5 separate regions of the Mus musculus genome follow, and all the other regions are linked to region 5. Evidence: chromatin contacts called from public promoter capture Hi-C data. All regions are on one chromosome and are shown on one strand. Each heading gives the region's core, a stretch centred on a gene start, on an enhancer-like site or on the middle of the called end of the contact. The rest is flanking DNA. Distances are from core to core; before and after follow the strand shown.

Region 1 (3,308 bases), core at 790-3,289, 3.0 Mb after region 5:
GAAAAAGTCATCAGTTTAAAACAGTTTGTTTCACAGCCTTCCAGAAGGAGGTCTCCTAGGAGATTGGGGACAGAACTGAGAGAGGAAGAAGCCTAAAACTCTGAGTGCTTGATTCAACTACTTCCCAGTTCATCCTACAGAGAGGTAATAAACAAATAAACAACTGTGTATAATGTATATGTCTGTGTACATTACAGATGACCTCACACATTCAGATATCTTCACTCATGCAAACCCGTGAAAAAAATAAATACATTACAAAGAAGAGGTCTTCTGTTAGATTTCTGTACAAATAGGGCTTAAAAGTTACTGCAAGCCAGTAACTTTTAGATTAGTGAGTTGTCCTTCATAAGAAAAAAAAAAAAGTCAAAGCATCAAGGCTCTGTTTGGCTTACTGAGGCTAGATCATTATTGGAATAGGTGTCCTGAAGAATGGATTAGAAGATGTTTGGTTATGGGGCTGGGGAAGTAGTAATAAGCGTCATTCAAGAATCTGAATGAGATAGCTGGACAAACTAGGGCTTACAGTAAGAGATGTAAGCAGAAGTGTAGAGTTTAGGATATACTTACTGAAGGTTAAGACCAGATGCAGGCACTGTGAGGAGAGGGAAGGTTGCGAACTTCCCAGCTATTCCCAGTTCAGCTGGGAGGTGGAGTTTTATTATCTGTGACAGACACCATTAGACAAAGTTCAGATTGGAATGTGGGTGGTGGCTGTTGTTATGACTGTACCTCGCAGAACTGCCTGGAGAGAAGCTGTAACCATGAGCATAGATCACTGGAAAAGGGTCTAACCAGGCTATATCAACTTGGGACAAAGGAGTTATAATCACATAAAGTAAGTTCTACCAGAAAGAGTACAGTTTAAAATCTGAACTACATAAACTCTCTCTCTCTCTCTCTCTTTCTTTTTTTTTTTTTTTTTTTTTTGGTGGGCCTACATAAACTCTTAATAGTCATATTTTAAGACTTGATTGATAAAAATAATGAATGAGTGAAGAAATTCCATTATGGCATAACAAAATACCAAACACAATCTTGGTGTGAGTGTTAGGGGAGATATTGACATGCCCACACACATGAACTGTTCCCCAAAACAGAGGTGGTCCTGGTGGGAGGGCATAATGGCTTCAAAGTATGATCTTTGGTTTGTGTGTGTGTGTGTGTGATTTACTCTATGCAACATTAATGCATTCGACAAAGAAAGAGACATTTCTTTTGAAAAAGACTAGGCCTTTTGGTCCTTACTGAAAATTTTCTGTTTGTCAGACAGGTAAAGGTTGATTGAGTTAGATTTGATGATTTCACTGGAGTATAACTATATTTTTAAAAACAATTTTTTATTTCAATTTGTAGAAGGTTTTAAGCTACATGCATATAAACAAGACATTAAAATGGTAGCCAATTATTTGCTCTTGCTGTATTCAAGCCAGCTTATAAAGGCCAGGAAAGATATATATACATCGCCAGGATGCCAATCCACCAAGATGTGCCTTTTAAGTGAAGATGTTGCAAGGAAACAACTATTGTTAGCCTGTGGGCACTTCAAGGCACTGTTAACTTTCACTTTGGTCTATTTTTAATGGAGGAACTAAGCCCATATTTTTCCCCCGGCCTGTTTTATAACTCTCTTTATTTACACTTGGCTTTCCTCTAATCGGGTTCTAGCACCATCGGAGTTGATGCTCTCTGAAAAAACTCCCAGAACTTGGGCAACTCTGTCCAGGCCGCCAGGTGACTGAGACTGGGTGGGGAACCTTGGAGTTTTGAGGGCGCGGAGCCTCTCGCATACCAATCTCCTCCCACCAGCATCACTGGGCCCGGAGGCGGAGAGGGCTGCAAACTTCGCTCCAATCCGCAGCCGCCCTCCCCAGGGTCCCCCTGCTGGGCGACCCGCCCGCTGTGGACCTGAGTTGATGGAACTTTTCTGATAAACTGCTCCTGAGAGCTGGGGAGGCAAGCACCCCGCCTCCCCACATTCCGGCTACCCTGCCCCCGCCTCCCGGTCCTCGCCCAGCCGCCCGCGCTAGTGATAGGACGAGTCCCGGGCGTGCATTGTGTGTATGCAAAAGCACTGCTGCTCTCCTGGAGCGGCCCTAGCCCGGACTGGGTAGCAGCTGCTGCTGGTACTGCGGAGTACGCTCCTGTCTCGGATGCGGTTGCCTGAGCCTGAGCCCAGCGCTGTCATGCTCCTGCCGCGGGGCGGGCTGCAGCGTCGTCCCGTCGCTATATAAGCGCGAGCAGAGGGGGCACCCGGAGGGGCTGAAAATGAAGGTGCCCGCGCATGGGCCGCCGCTGATTGCCAACCCCTCCCGAGCTCGCTCCCGGCGCGGAGCCCGAGGCCGCCGAGGACCCGCCTTAGCCGCAGTAGCAGCTGGTTCAGCGACGCGGACAGCAGCTGCGGCGGCGGTGGCGGTGGCGCCCCTTGCGCCAGCGCTTAGAGCGGCGGCGGCGACTCCGGGGCCGCCGCTGGCCCCGCTGCCATGAGTTGTGCGGAGGTGATGTATCACCCCCAGCCGTATGGAGCGCCCCAGTATCTGCCCAACCCTGTGGCAGCTGCAACCTGCCCTACAGCCTGCTATCATCCGGCTCCCCAACCTGGCCAGCAGGTGAGTCACCAGCCCGGCAGCCTTCCGGGGGCGGGGACGAGGGGCACCGGGTATCGGTGTCAGGCTCATGCCGTGCCCCGCCGGGTCCCGAGGCGTGAAAGATGCTTTAGGACTTGCTGGGAACCATAGGAAGAAAAAGACACTCCCGGAAGGGCAGAACTGAGCATGGCAGGGCTGGGATCCTTGGAAAGGTTTTACCTGGCCGGGGGCTTATTTGAGCTGTGTCACCTGAACTCAGAGACTCTTGCTCCCAGCTTCGCTGGTCCTTAGGACTCAGTTCCCTGAAGCTCACGAAAGGCATCTGTCTTAGGACTGTGTGAGTAAACTTTTAACTCAAATACTTTGTTTCCTTGGGCAAGTAAAGTATTTCAGCGTTTTCTGGAGTAAGTGGCAGAAGTATGTAACTGAGGTAGCAGAGGGTACCTGAGAAGGGAGCTCACAGAGCTGGGACTGGGACAGTACTGGGACTTTGAGGGTGGAACACTGGTCGGATGTAAGACACATTCAGTGTTCCTAGAATTTATCCATTGCCTTTCTCCCTGCGGCTGTGATTTAGACAGGGATTCTCAAAAGGCTCTTCATTGACTTTCTATTCCTAACAAAGCACAGAGCCTTCTGGTGTTCTTCAGTGGACTTGTGTTTCTTAGCCCAAGGTAGCCAGGAGTATCTGCATGCCTGGGCCCCACCCAGCCAAGAGAC
Region 2 (3,411 bases), core at 376-2,875, 2.2 Mb before region 5:
GGAAAACGTAACTGATCAACACTGTATTACATTTGAAGTCTGTGTAGAGAGTCTTTGCTAACAGGTGACATATTGGTGATCCTACCGTATCAGTGAGAGCATCCAGCCAGGTACCTGCTGGAAAACTTTTATGGCTGTTTGATACCTAGTGTAAAATCAATCAAGAACATGCAGGTAATGTTTTCTATATCTTTAAACATGCATAGCAGGGATCAAAATAGATACATCTCATGGAAGACTGAGTGGAAGTAAAGAAAATATTCAAATATTTTACATGCTTCTCATCATTTTTTTCCCTCACACAATGTTTGCCTTCCTCTTTCCACTATCCACTGATAAAGTCCTCTAAAAATTGGACAGCAACTAGACTTTATGAATCGATTATTCATAACTTGGAATTTCAGATTTAACACTTGTTTGCCCAGTTCTTTCAGAAGAGAGAAGCACTAACAGCGATCCGTGAGCATCTGTTCTATGGATATTTTCACGAAGTAAATGGTAGAGTTCAGAAACTAAGATAGGGTAAGGTCGACCCATAGTTACTGGAGGAAAACAGGCTGATCATTGGTTACAGGTGTATAGAAAAAAGTCATGACCTTTTTTTTGTAATCTGCTGTGGAAGAGAATCCACACGTTGCCATTTAGTGAAAGATCTCCATGAAGCAGTTAGGTCTGTGCCATGAAGCTTGACCTCCAGTGGAGACTGCGCAAGTGGGAGCAATCAGGCAACTGCCAGGAAGGAACCCAAGTGCTGAGGATGTCTGAGCTTCAGAAAGAATTCAAGAGACTGAAGAGATCAAAGCCCCAGGGGCCCGCTGGACCCGGGTGGTCTAATCAGGGCTCCCTGGAACTCAGAGTGTGGCAAGTCCAGAGGAGCTGACCCAGGGACAAAGTTACCTGCAGTAGTGGACAAGTGTACTCGGGGCACCCTCCTCCAACCCTTCTGTTTGTCCCTTACCTTGGTTGGAGACGTGACTGCAGTCGCCGGTCCAAGCCGTTAGCAGGGGCAAGAAGAAACCAAATTGCAAAAGAAATTCCCGGACTTCGCAGCCCCCCATGGCTCTGGTTGGTTCTCTTCTCCTCCTTAAAAAGAAGTGGCAGCAGCGCAGCCAGGTGTTCCTAGTAGCGTGGGGGTCCTGAACCAAGCTCTCTTCTTCTTCCTCCTCCTCCTCTTCCTCCTCCACCCGGTCCGCAGGGGAAGTCCCGGGGCGCCCCCCGCGCGAGGCCCGGTGCGCAGGGCACGAGGGTCCAGGCTGCCCAGGTGCTGGAGCAGCTGCTTGCGGGGACGATGCTGCCTGCGCCGCCGGGGAGCTCCTGGCGGCTGGAGGCGAGGGGAATTGCATCCACCACCGTGTCCCGCTCGAGCGAGGACTATTCACTTGGGCCCAGGAGAGCGCGCGCGCAAGAGCGAGCTCAGGCTCTAGTTTGGGGGAGGGGATGGTGGACGGGGGAGGGTGGCTCTAGGCCGGTACTGGGGATGGGTAGGGACGTTTGGACGGGTAGTGAAGGTGCAGTTCTGGGGACCCAAGTGCTCTCTGCATCCAAGTGGGCACTTACAGACCCCAGAGCAGAGGAGGCACAGCAGATAGTAAGGGTAGTCTGGGCATCCAGAACTTTCATGTGTCTGGTGTCTGGGAAACCCAGCGACTGAGGCTCAGCGGGATCTCAAGTGGTCCCTGGGAGGGGCGGACTGAGCACTCAGCCTCTTGACTGAGTAGCCTGGGCTGAGTGTCGCCTCGTGACCACCGACTCGGCGGCATCTGCGCCGCCCCCCTCGGCCGTAGCAGCTGTTTATTGGGTATCACGGAAGCTACCTTAGTCCCCCAAGCACTTGCGTCCCCCCTCCCCCATGTAACGATGTGCTCTCAGCTCTGGACACCACCTTTCCCTTGGAGACATTTCTGCTACCAGAAAGGGTGAGGGTTGCAGGTCAGCGCTCCTGGCCCCGGGGCACAGCTTGGCGAAGGTAGTGGTCAGCCCTGACGTGTCTGAGTGCTAGCCTCCCAAACTTGGCCACCGAGGTTTGTGGCCACCTCTCCCGTTCTGAGTCCTTGGAAAGCATAGGGAGAGAAGAGGCTACAGAGAGGAGTCACTGAGCGCTGGAAGTCTACTGGTGCCTGGCGCCTTGGCTTCCCCAAGTCTTAGCATTCCGCATAAGGTGGTGACTTCGCCATGGAGGTCATTAGCATCTTCATAGCAGCTTTGGTGCGGGGCTTCCAGGGGCCTGGATAAGTCTGCCTTTCCGCGGTGGCGTCGGGCTAGAAGCTGGGAGCAGCCCAAGGTCTGAGCAGTGCGTGGTCAAGTCCAAGGCAGCCCGCGGGGGCCGGTGCGCTCTCCTTGCTCCGGATGCCCCTTCTCAATACCCTGTCTCCCAGGTCCGGGCTCTCCTAAGCCGGTTCACTGGCTACTTACTTGGTGGGACCCCGCCCTGGGCCGAGGCACGGGACTAGCTGATGGGAAGTGGTGTTGCCACCTGCAGTCTCCAAGCTGTCGCCCTGCTGCCGGCCGAGAGGGGTGCGTGGAGGGCAGGGCCCTAGAGCTCTGCTGAGCTCGGTGGAGCCGAGCGATCTCCCGTCTGACAGCAGCTGTGGCTCGGGTGCAGCCAATTCGGCGCTAGAGGGGGTTAGTAGACAACAAAAATTCCTCCACTGCTCGCAGGTGGAAGAGCAGGCTAAACCTGCGGAAAAAGCTGAAGGATGCTTTCAGGTTAAACTTACAATGTTTGTTAAGGCGCTTATCACTGGCGTTGGATTTTCTGTAGTGTATTTGTTAACATTATTATCGTTTTCTTTATTGAAGAGGAGCAGATTATCAAGCCTGAGTAAGGCTTTTTTTTCTTTTTCTTTTTCTTTCTTCAATAGCACTAGGAAGGGTTTTTGATGACGCTGGAGAAAAGTGAAGCGAATTTCAGAGGATAATTTTCAGGTGGGTGGAGGGTTCAGGTCGGGAATAGTTGTGACAGGAACCTTAAATGTTGTAGGTCTAGGGTCAACGTTTTACCAGGAATGCTGGAAATGAAAGCAGGGTTTCCTCGGATTTCCGCGCTGCTCAGTGCTGTTTGTGGCTCGGATCCTAGTTTAAGGATTTCAGTCCATGCCTTACAGTCAATCAGAAGGAAAGAGAGAGGAGCAAGGAAAGCTCAGAATCCAAAAGAGTAATGAAACGTGCAAGTGGGAACCACAGGGTAATGACACTTTCTGATTGGTGGCTACTCTCACGCTCATTATGAATTCATACACAGCTTGTTTTCAAAGATGTCCATGCCAATTTAAATGCGTGCAAATCACACCTACAAAGATGGAGTTCCTATACTCGTGTTTACAGTAGGGTAATCTGATTTCACTACTCATATTTCCAGTGTTACTGATACTAACTAATGACATAGGTGCTTGTAAATTCAATTTAGTTTAC
Region 3 (3,361 bases), core at 216-2,715, 2.7 Mb after region 5:
AGGCCATTAGGTAATGAAATTATGATACATGGCTTCCCCTCCCGCATCCCTGCCAGAGCCACCCAGGTCCATCCAACTCCACTTCATCTTTCTCTTTGAAAAGAAAAAGAAAAAGAAAACAGAAACAGAAACAAAAACAAAAACAGGTCAATAAAAAAAAGAAAATAGAACCCAACAAACTAATCAACAGAGGGTGAGAGGATAAAAGAACAAGGAAAAAGCTTGAGAATCACAGAGAATCACACACAGAGAGACACACACACAGACACACATATACAAACACAAAACACATAAAAACACAAGTTGGAAGCTATTATAAATAAGCAAGATTAACAACAACAATAACAACAAACCAAAACAAGCCCAGACAATGCGTTATGAAACAAACCCCTCCGCTCTTAGCGCTGTTTTGAATTTCTTCCACAGTCAAGCTTGTGGCCTGTCCTTAAGTGTAGTTTGTAAGGCAGAGACTCCGTTAGAGAAAACTCTTTTCCCCTGCAGGCGGAGGTCAGCTGCAGACATCTTCTTAGCTGGTCATGGGAGAGCTTGTCCACTTCCCTGCTCAGTAGTGGGACCCCATCTGGCTTGGACCTGGGTGAGCCCTGTGCATGCTGCCGTTGGCTCTGTGGGTTATCAGCGGAACATACTTTATATGTTCCCTGCGGTTAAAACACTGACAGAATTTTGAGTCTTGACATGAATATAGTTCTCACTGGTGTCACTTCTGTCTTCACGGTATGTGTGCCTGTGGCCGGAACATGGGACTGCTAGGACCCAAACTTGGTTAAATTCAAAGAGGGGAACACTATACATTTCTTAAACTTACTCATTTCTTCAGTCATTTCCATTTTCATGTTTTCCTTCTGGAAATTCTGCATTGTTTGTAGTGTCTTCTGTGGATCCATTTTCTTGTTGACTGCTTGCATTGTCTTTTAGAAATGAAAAGAACCATGTTAGCAACCCAATTATGAAAGCTGTTCTATAGAGTAAATCTGAAGGCAGCACGTCAAATACAGTTTCCACTAACCTAGTGTTAAGTCCACTCCAAAACCTTGTATATGGGACCTAACAACTGAAATCTGTTTAGCAAGACAGCCTCATTCCCCAGTACAGCTCTATTGGCAGGCTGACTTTTATCTCTTTAAATGTGTATACTGACCCTGAGATAGAACCGTTACATACACTAGTCCCTTATGAGTGTTCCTCTCTGTTCTAAGCAACTTGCATATGCTGAAATTAAAGTTACATGACATTTAAACACAAGAATTTTATGTGTTGGTTCCTTCCTTTTCCCTCCTACTAAACATGAAAAACAGAGTCACAGAAGGTGCAATAACTTGCACAAAGTCACACTATTCTGTGAAATGTTATTTGAGTGTAAGCAAAGTTTTAGAGTTCTGCACACACTACATCTCCTATGAGCTGCCTCTCAAAGAGACTCTTAAAAATCCATGCAGGTTAAGTCCTGGCTTAGCCATTTCAGCTGAACTACTTGAGTATATAAAGAAATACTTGCTGACCAAATAATACATTCTTAAGACACTTAATTAAGACTTCCAATTCAGATACACATACATGGCAAAAGTGCATTAGATTTCATTTCAAGCCTAGTATTTACAGAAAACAGCAAAGTCATTGTTTGCCTAAACACTTGTGTAAAGTTAATAGTCTACATATGTGAGCTTCATATGACCTTGTTCCCAAATTAGTCAGATATTTAGCTCTGTCTGTCTGTAAGACTACAGAGGAGACCAAAATACTTGCTTTTGAGTACTTTCATCAATAACTGAAATGCTCAGTCCATGAAACACTAACAGTTAAAGCTTTGATTGTATACATGCACACGTGTGCACACACAGTGTGTGTATGTATGTATGTATATACATATAATTATAGATACATACACACATTACACTATATATACATATATAGTGTGGTGTGTGTATATACATATAATTATACACTTACACATACACACATATAAATATAAGTTCTTCAGTTCTTGAAATGCAAAAGTTTCGTGTGGTTCTCAACAACATTTACAAGTGAATCAAGAGAAAATTGTTATTCAAAACTTGTCAGAAATAATAGAAAAAAGAAACCACCAACTTTTCTGACAATTTATTGAAAAAAAACAAAAACCCCAAACAACTGAAAACACGATTCTATGTCAATTCCAGATAAACTTTGAAGCTACATGTGAGCTTGGAAAAATGGGAATGTCCTTTTAACACCCCAATCACTAAGCTAGATGCACAATTACTTGGATTGTCTAAACTCACTTTATTTATAGCTAAGATTTTTTATACCCCAAATGTACAAGAAAGTGCATTAAAATCTGGTTTGAATATTAATATTAACATATCCTCGAAAAACAGACACCAAATCTCCCAGTTACCTTTGCAGTGGTAGACATGGCACCGGCCATCTTCATCTGGGAATTCATCACTTTCGTTTGTGTGGACATAGAGGTGACTTTTGAGCTTACAGCGAACGTTCTTGTCTTCTGTTTCCGTAGGTGGACAAGCTGCTTAGCTAAAACCCTGCACGCTTCCTTATTACCAATCTTGGCCATCTTCTTAATTTCTAACTCCTAAGAAGAGGAAAGAAGATAAGGAAATAAAATCAAGGGGCAGTCATCAGAGAGTATCTGGAAACATATATCTAGTAGGCACAACGTCCCTGGGAAGAAGGGTAACTCCAGCGGCTCCAAACGATCACATGGGGGCCCTGGTACCTCATCCTAGAAAAGAAAGTAAGGCTACAAAACAGTACATGTGTATAGTCCAGAGGAAAATATGAAGTGAAAATTTTAAAATAGGTAAGAAAAACAGTACGACAAAGACAATAAGGACTGAGGTAGCAAGGTTAATTAATAATGCAGATAGCTGCATTGAAACATTCCACGTTACACCCTAATTAAAAGGAAACTGTTGGAACATATAAGAGCAAACGTACCGGGCAGGGTAGCACACGCCTTTAATCCCAGCAGAGGCAGGTGGATTTCTGAGTTCGAGGCCAGCCTGGTCTACAAAGTGAGTTCCAGGAGAGCCAGAGCTATACAGAGAAACCCTGTCTTGAAAAACCAAAACCAAACCAAACCAAGCCAAACAAACCAAAAAAAACAAAAAACAAAAACCAAAAAAACAAAACAAAAAACCCAAACAAAAAAAAAAGAGCAAACGTAATTATATGCTATTTCAAAAAAACAAACTTAAACACAAGAGAAAGATGTAAAAAGTAGAAAATACATTATATATTTACCAAATGTATCTGGAATGGCTACACTAATACCAGAGCAAATAAATGTAAGAACAAGGGCTACTGACTGAAGTAAAGAGGATCATCTCAGAACACCAGT
Region 4 (3,363 bases), core at 479-2,978, 2.7 Mb after region 5:
ACAAATATATATATATATAATTATTACAATATAAAACTTAGGCAACAAGGAGATGACTATTTCCTACCCCAAGAGGGAGTAGAATACAGTATTACAATACTGTACAGAATACTAGTACAGAAATACACACACACACACACACACACACACACACAATCCAAACTATCATGGTAATGATTAAACAATACTCTCAGGAAATTCCAGAAAACACCCACTTCAGGTAACTGTATTATACCACATAGCAAGTTAGTAGCTAATTCCAGAGGCTGAAAATGGTGCTTCTCAATTAGTAAAAAGTCAACATAGTGAAAACAAAAAACAAAAAAAAAAAACAAAAAACAAAAATTTAAAAAGTCACTCAGAAGAAGCAAAACTGCACTCTGCTGTCTTACAAATGAGGGATAAAATGGCATCCTGTGTGGAAATGAAAGGCCATGTAGCAGGGTAGAGATGGTGTCTTTGTTATCCTCCCCCCAAATCTGGCACTAGAACAGTGAACACAAAGAAATGAAGGAGTTACCCCAACTCAGGGCTGAGCTCTGGGTTTGTACCAATCACAGTCTAGCTGCCCCTGCTCCTTGTGTGGCTGGGCTAGACCCTTCCTTACAAAGGAATGATTATTTGGCTGAAGCAACAGCAACCTGGGCTCGACATGCAATGAAAAGCAATTTTTAGATTACTTGGTGGGAATGTAATACCTGGGACAGCCGCGTATAACATACACACTACAGCACAGCCTGTGAATGCTACCAAACTTGTACATTCCAATACGTCCAGTATTTCCCTCATCACAAGATGGCACTAAGCCACCTGAAACAATGTGTTTTTAAAAACGCGAACTTCTATGAAAATTACACCACCCTCACTTTCGTTGACAGAAGATAACCATAAAGGAAAAATCTGCACTATGCAAAAACTATACCGGGACCCTTCCCTTGGGCTTAGGTTTTTCTGCTGGAGTCTTTCTTACGTGTAACGCTAGGTGTTTGTAAAAATACAGCCAGCCTGGCCCCAAGTTTATTTCCTAAGTGGGCCCGCTGTGACCTCCTGCCTTGTCCCCTAGTAAACACACATCCCTTTCGGATGTCAGGAAGTGCGGCGTCTTCACGGAAGGAGCAGCCAACGAGCAGGGAAAAAAACTACCATGAAATTCATCAACTCGCCAAGTCTAATGACACCCGAGAGCCAGCACTGGTCTGCCTCCCTAGAAAGCTCAGAAATCCTCTCCGGAGTGGGGCGGGCGAGGGTGGGGGGAGAAAAACGAGGGTGGGGTGAGGGCAGTCAGGAGGGCGAGCCGGCCAGGTAAGCCAGTGGAGCCGGAGTCACGCAGCCATGGTCACCTGTGGGGCCTCCGACACGGGCCCACCTCGGGGGACAGCACCCGATCCGAGGCCGGAGCTCCCCAGAGACCCCGGGCGGGTGAGCCTGGCCCCGAACTCACCGTCCACAGTCTTCTTCTTGAAGAGGGAGGCCATGGTGAGCGGCCGCGCCCGGGCGGCCCAGCTCGGCCCGGTTCGGTCCGGCCCGGTTCTGGGAACAGGACCGGTAGAAGGACGGATCCCGGAGAAGCCTGGCAGCGGCGGGAGGAGGAGGACGGGGTCTCCAAGCTCGACCTGCGGCGGGCGTGGCTCCGCGAGGCTCCCGAGAACGCGTCCTGGGTGCTCAGGTGACCGGGAACTAAGACACTTTTTTGGAGAAGTCACTTCTAGGCGGCGCGTGCGCAGTCTGCGAGCACGCCTGCGCACTGCGCCTCTGAAGCCGCAGCGGTGCCCTCACTTCAAAGGCTGCCCGCTCTTCCCTGCTTTCCGTTGCGACCCGTCCGGACCTAGGTTGGCAAGGCTGGCGGCGCGTGAGTCTGCAAGATGCTCGCTTGGTTTCTGTGCTGACCTCGGGCAAGAGTGAAACCTGATCCACGCCTTCCTTGTTGTTCCAGGTTGTTGGAATTAGGGATCCTGGGGATGTGTGGTGGACTGCGGACCTGAGACTGATTGACAGTAGGACTCCCAAGCGATCAATGCAAAGGCCTTAGGGGATGCCCTGCTAGGCTTGTCCCAGGTGATCTTCCCAGACTGCCCTGATGCTACCTGACTCCTGGCTGCCTCTTGCGGGACCCATCTTCACCTACCACCCGGTTTCTGGTGTTTCCACCAGCCTGCTTCTGTCCCTGGGGATCTGGGGTTCAGAGATTGTCCAGGAGAGGAGTGACAAGCGAATTCTAATGCCACACTATTGTTTAATGCTCCTGACTTGGAACAAGAAAGGCTGCTGATACTTGTGTTCTTGCTTAGAACCCAACTTGTTTAGGTGTCACATAAATGCGGAGGAAAAGACACACAGTCACACACCAAAAAATGGCTGCACAGTGAATCTATGAAATTGCTACATAGCACTTGGTTGATATTTAATACCAAAAGTCTCCATACCCTGTAAAAAGGACAGTCATTTAAGTTCTTGACTGTATAAAATAAATATGGAAATCATAATCATTCATGACTATGTATACATCTTCCTGATTAATGTATTATTTCTATTTACAATCATAATTATGTCTTGAACATATTCCCCTGCGAATCCCCTGTTTAGCAGCAATGCCTTTCATGGGATTACAAAGCAAAACAGTGACAGGCAGGGGGAGCATTTAATCCCAGCACTTTGAAGGCAAAAAAGGTAGGCAGATCGCTGTGAGTTCGAGGCCAGACTGATCTACATAGAGAGTTCCAGAATAGTCAAGGCTACACAGACAAACCCAGTCTCGAAACAACTACTACAAAAACAAAGATACCAAAATTGCTGAACCCCGAGATGTGTTATTCAATGGTAGAACTTATGATTATATGTCTGGCCCTGGTTCAATTATTAGTACTTAATAGTAGGAGTAGTAATAGCATTTTTTTCATAGATATGACTTCAAATGCCAGGGTCACTCTAAAACGTTACTATGATTCATTTTAGGATCATAATAATGTTTTTCAAGAATGTTTAAGCTTTGGGGATCGATCATTAGATTTGCTTTTTTTTTAACCTCATAAGATATCAAAACCCATGAGAACACTGATAACCCTGCTGCTACAGCTACTATTAGTGAAACTTAGCCAAGAGTTTGTTAATAAAACTTTTTGAGAACAGCAAGAGTAAGCAAGGTACAGTTATCTCCCTCAAGTTATTTAGTCACTTTTAGGAGGTGAAGTAAACAAGATTAGAATTATAGTGGGGGAGACAGGAACTGTAGCCAGGGTGTGGCTTTTTTTTCATGGAAAAATCATAACAACAACAACAACAACAACAACAAAGCTTGCCCTAGCTGCCCAAAGTAATGAATGTCATAGAGCCGTGCTTGCGATGCATGAGAGGCAATAAGCTGCC
Region 5 (3,233 bases), core at 149-2,648:
GAATATTATTTTCTCCTCTTTTTTTAAAATTATTTATTTTTATTTACATGAGTACACTGTAGCTGTCTTCAGACACATACCAGAAGAGGGCATCAGATCTCATTACAGACAGTTGTGAGCCAACCTGTGGTTGCTGGGAATTGAATTCAAGACCCCTGGAGGAGCAAGCAGGCAGCACAAGCAGCCAGTGCTCTTAACAGCTGAGTGAACTCTCCAGCCCCATTTTGTCCTCTTAGTCTATCATACATTAATTTAGCATGGCATAGAGCATAGACGGGTATAGTACAAAAGTTTTCCTTCCTCCTCCTCAATGAATGGAAATTTCCCAAAACATTTTATCAGAAAAAATATTGACTCCCATCTTAGTCATCTTGCATCCCCACTGGATCACTAAATAACAAAGGAAAGAGAGAGAGAGAAAGAGAGAGAGAGAGAGAGGAAAAATGACCCTTAAAATATGATTCTGCCTAGTAAGTTTCGTTCACACACATTCAAAAAAATCAATCTATGTTTTAATTGGACAAAAAAGGATTAATATACTCTATGTGCGTTGAGTTCTACTAGTTGGCATGGACTTAATGTTTCATATCGATAGCATCTATAGAGTCTCATGTCAACACGATGAAAACCTCTTATCTCTGTTACAGATGATATGACTAGGACTTAAAAGTGTAAGCTCTTTTCTTAAAGTTATAAAACAGTGTTAAGAGCAAGTTCTATGTTTTCAACCCAGGCAGTTTAGTTTCAAGTAGCAGGGAAAGCCTGATTTACACGTGTATGCCTGACAAAAACCAAAAGGGTAATGCTAACACCAAAACAAGCTGTTCTGAGGAAATACTCTGTGGGTGATCAAACCTTTCGATTTTCTTTCCTCCCACTACTTTGGTTTTGAGTACCCTTCTTCCTAAAGTCCAAGTTGGCTTCAGTTTAAGTTGACATCCTGACTGGCTGGCAGTCTCTGGAGTTGGAAAGAAATGGGGTGGGGTGGGGAGAAGGGAAGCTGGGTGGAGGAGGAATGGGGAAGGGATGCTAGAGAAGGTAGGAGCAGGGGAGGAGAGAGAGAGAGAGACAGAGACAGAGAGAGAGAGAGAGAGAGAGAGAGACAGAGACAGAGACAGAGAGACAGAGAGACAGAGAGACAGAGAGAGAGAGATACTTCACCCTTTGAAAACAACTTTCTAAAGAAACGAAGTAAAAGCAGGGCTGGGGACAGTGACAAAGGACCTCTCTGATAAGCTTCCCTCGGCCTCCGACCTCCTTCCCGCGGCCCTCCCCACCCCACCCCCGCCCCCCAGCTGCGAAGAGCTTCCAGGAAATGTCCCAGTCACCGCTTCCCCTCCCGGGCTGGGGGCTGGGAGCGGGCGGTCCCCTCCGCCCCTGGCTGCTCCGCCCGCCCGCGCTCGGGCTGGGCCGCGGCAGAGCTGGGAGAGCAGAGCCCGGGCTCGCAGCTTCCCTCGGCCGCCCTAGCGCAGGCACGGTCCCCGCTGCGCCAGCCCTGACCCCCGGCCATCCTCTCAGCAATGAGGGTCCTGAGCGCACGCTTTCGGGTGCTACTGGCCTGCCTCGCCCTGGTGATCCCTGTCTCAGAGACAAACTGTAAGTAATCCATATCTTCAGGCTTCTCTGGTCCCTACATGCCCTGGCTGGTAGGATTGTCTCCTGGACAGCTTGTTGCTTCCTAAATTTCCAGTAAGTCCCCCAGCGTCTCAGAGAGTGGCGGCAGCCTGGATCTGGCGGACTGAGTAAACGTGGGACGAGATCAAAGCTTGCCTTGCTTTGGGAGTCATTGTCCACAGGATTGATGCAAGAAGCTGGGTGATACCAAGTGTCATAGGAATTGGATGAGCATAGTTCTAAACATTGGTAGGAAAACTAAGTCAACCCTCGGTGCCCTCCGATCCCAGCCTGCACCCTCTCTTACAGTTAACCTTCCTTTTGCAATTTCTGGACTTTGTACTTGATTGGCTCGTCTCACATTGACAAACTGTTTGAGGATCACTGCGAGTTTACTTATCATTCCCTAACCTTGGCGTAAGAAGTTGCTGTTGGATATTATCTTGGAGCGAGGATCGTTTTGTACTGAGGATTTTGATTGCTACTGATCTGCGGTGGTGGCACGGATTCTTTGCACCTTATTGTCGTGTTTCTTGATTTTTTTCCCCCTTCTTCCATTCCCAGATTCCAGGGAGCATATTGAGTTTTCTCTTAGGGATATATAAAGAGCAACACAGGTTTGGTACGTTGTAACTGTCAACAAAATTGTTTTCAAAACTTTAAATGTGTTCATAATTAACAGTGCTTTCTTCTGCTCTGTTGGATTCCCAGAAACAGGCATGGGAGAAATAACTGCATAACATTTAGGCGACTAAGAGTATCAAAGAAATCTTTCAAGGATGGTTAATTAAATAGGCGTTTGCTAGAATTTCAATTTTTTATTAAGTAATAAGAAGATGCAGGTATTCTTAAAATTATAACTAACTTAAAGACCAGACTATAACTGATTTGTTTTATATTGAAGATAAACAAGTTACAATTACAAAACTTCAACGGCCAAGCCCCCATAACAAAGCCGCATGTGACTGTATGCTTGCACATGATCTATCTTGTACATTAGGACAATCAAATGTTTTCCGACAGCAGCAGGGCGGTGGCCGGCACGTGCCTCTGATCCAGCCACTTGCTCTCCAGGCAGAGGTCAGCAAATCTCTGAGTTCAAGGCCAGCCTGATCTACAGTTCCAGAACAGCCCAGCTGCCCAGAGAAACCTTGTCTCAAAACAAAGCAAAGCAAAACAAACAAATAAAAACAAAACAAAACAACAACAAAAGACAAAGCAAGAGTTGGTGTTTGGGGAAAGAGCAAGGGACAACAGTGGCTGACTTGCCACCCAGAGACTAGACAAGTTCTTTCTACAAGGACATCACAGAAAGAATATTCAGTACTGTGATGGCAACATCCTGTCTTGTTGCCTGGATGAAAAACCATCTCTGGTTTATGGATGAAGAAACAGACACCTATGTGCTGTTTCTCTTCCCTAAAATTTTGACTTTGTGTTTTGGGGTCTTGCTGGTCGTGCCTTTCATTGTGGTGCTGAGAATTGGATCTGGGAGTTGGTACAAGGTAGGCCAGTGAGCTACATCCCCAAACTCGAAGGTCCAGGAGAATTGAAATGTGAGATACAATTAGAATGTTAAACACGTCATGTATAATCAATTATATGGTCCTCAAAATATG

Evidence for each region. Promoter capture Hi-C pulls out the DNA fragments that hold promoters and counts their contacts.
Region 1: a promoter capture Hi-C map of liver shows a contact between it and region 5, with 6 times the contacts expected there. The contact joins the promoter of Vgll3 here to the promoter of Pros1 in region 5. A contact is called at or near these places in 8 of 39 promoter capture datasets (the 3T3-L1 cell line, 3T3-L1-derived adipocytes, the C10 cell line and 3 more).
Region 2: a contact with region 5 is called in a promoter capture Hi-C map of hippocampal neurons, with 6 times the contacts expected there. The contact joins the promoter of Epha6 here to the promoter of Pros1 in region 5. A contact is called at or near these places in 2 of 39 promoter capture datasets (hippocampal neurons and second pharyngeal arch cranial neural crest).
Region 3: a contact with region 5 is called in a promoter capture Hi-C map of hippocampal neurons, with 6 times the contacts expected there. The contact joins the enhancer-like site here to the promoter of Pros1 in region 5. A contact is called at or near these places in 9 of 39 promoter capture datasets (the 3T3-L1 cell line, the C10 cell line, HPC-7-derived erythroid cells and 5 more), 1 of 484 Hi-C or Micro-C datasets (CD4 T cells) and 3 of 115 datasets of contacts at active chromatin or transcription factors (astrocytes, large pre-B cells and stem cell-derived neural progenitor cells).
Region 4: a promoter capture Hi-C map of liver shows a contact between it and region 5, with 4 times the contacts expected there. The contact joins the promoter of Chmp2b here to the promoter of Pros1 in region 5. A contact is called at or near these places in 9 of 39 promoter capture datasets (the 3T3-L1 cell line, the C10 cell line, HPC-7-derived erythroid cells and 5 more), 3 of 484 Hi-C or Micro-C datasets (CD4 T cells, cardiomyocytes and hematopoietic stem and progenitor cells), 5 of 115 datasets of contacts at active chromatin or transcription factors (astrocytes, differentiating embryonic stem cells, embryonic forebrain and 2 more) and 1 of 9 other capture datasets (adipose tissue).

Annotation. Positions count from the first base shown.
Region 1 is chr16:65,813,150-65,816,457 of GRCm38.p6, forward strand. It overlaps Vgll3 (vestigial like family member 3), which reads left to right and starts at 2,040. Exons shown (of 4, transcript NM_001368760.1): 1 at 2,040-2,609. The coding sequence starts at 2,484.
Region 2 is chr16:60,603,906-60,607,316 of GRCm38.p6, forward strand. It overlaps Epha6 (Eph receptor A6), which reads right to left and starts at 1,626. Exons shown (of 18, transcript NM_007938.2): 1 at 959-1,626. The coding sequence starts at 1,343. It overlaps Gm9017 (a long non-coding RNA gene), which reads left to right and starts at 2,811. Exons shown (of 3, transcript XR_384917.4): 1 at 2,811-2,925.
Region 3 is chr16:65,544,451-65,547,811 of GRCm38.p6, forward strand. It overlaps Chmp2b (charged multivesicular body protein 2B), which reads right to left. Exons shown (of 6, transcript NM_026879.3): 3 at 2,399-2,593; 4 at 827-929. Among named protein-coding and RNA genes, the nearest start is that of Chmp2b, 17 kb to the right of the region's middle. Within about 2 kb of position 1,466, at least 6 of the 459 cell types and tissues checked have an H3K27ac peak or open chromatin away from gene starts, as enhancers often do.
Region 4 is chr16:65,561,034-65,564,396 of GRCm38.p6, forward strand. Chmp2b (charged multivesicular body protein 2B) reads right to left here and starts at 1,729. Exons shown (of 6, transcript NM_026879.3): 1 at 1,442-1,729. The coding sequence starts at 1,475. It overlaps Gm36457 (predicted gene, 36457), which reads left to right and starts at 1,775. Exons shown (of 2, transcript NR_166048.1): 1 at 1,775-1,829; 2 at 1,934-2,486.
Region 5 is chr16:62,852,909-62,856,141 of GRCm38.p6, forward strand. It overlaps Pros1 (protein S (alpha)), which reads left to right and starts at 1,399. Exons shown (of 15, transcript NM_011173.3): 1 at 1,399-1,596. The coding sequence starts at 1,521.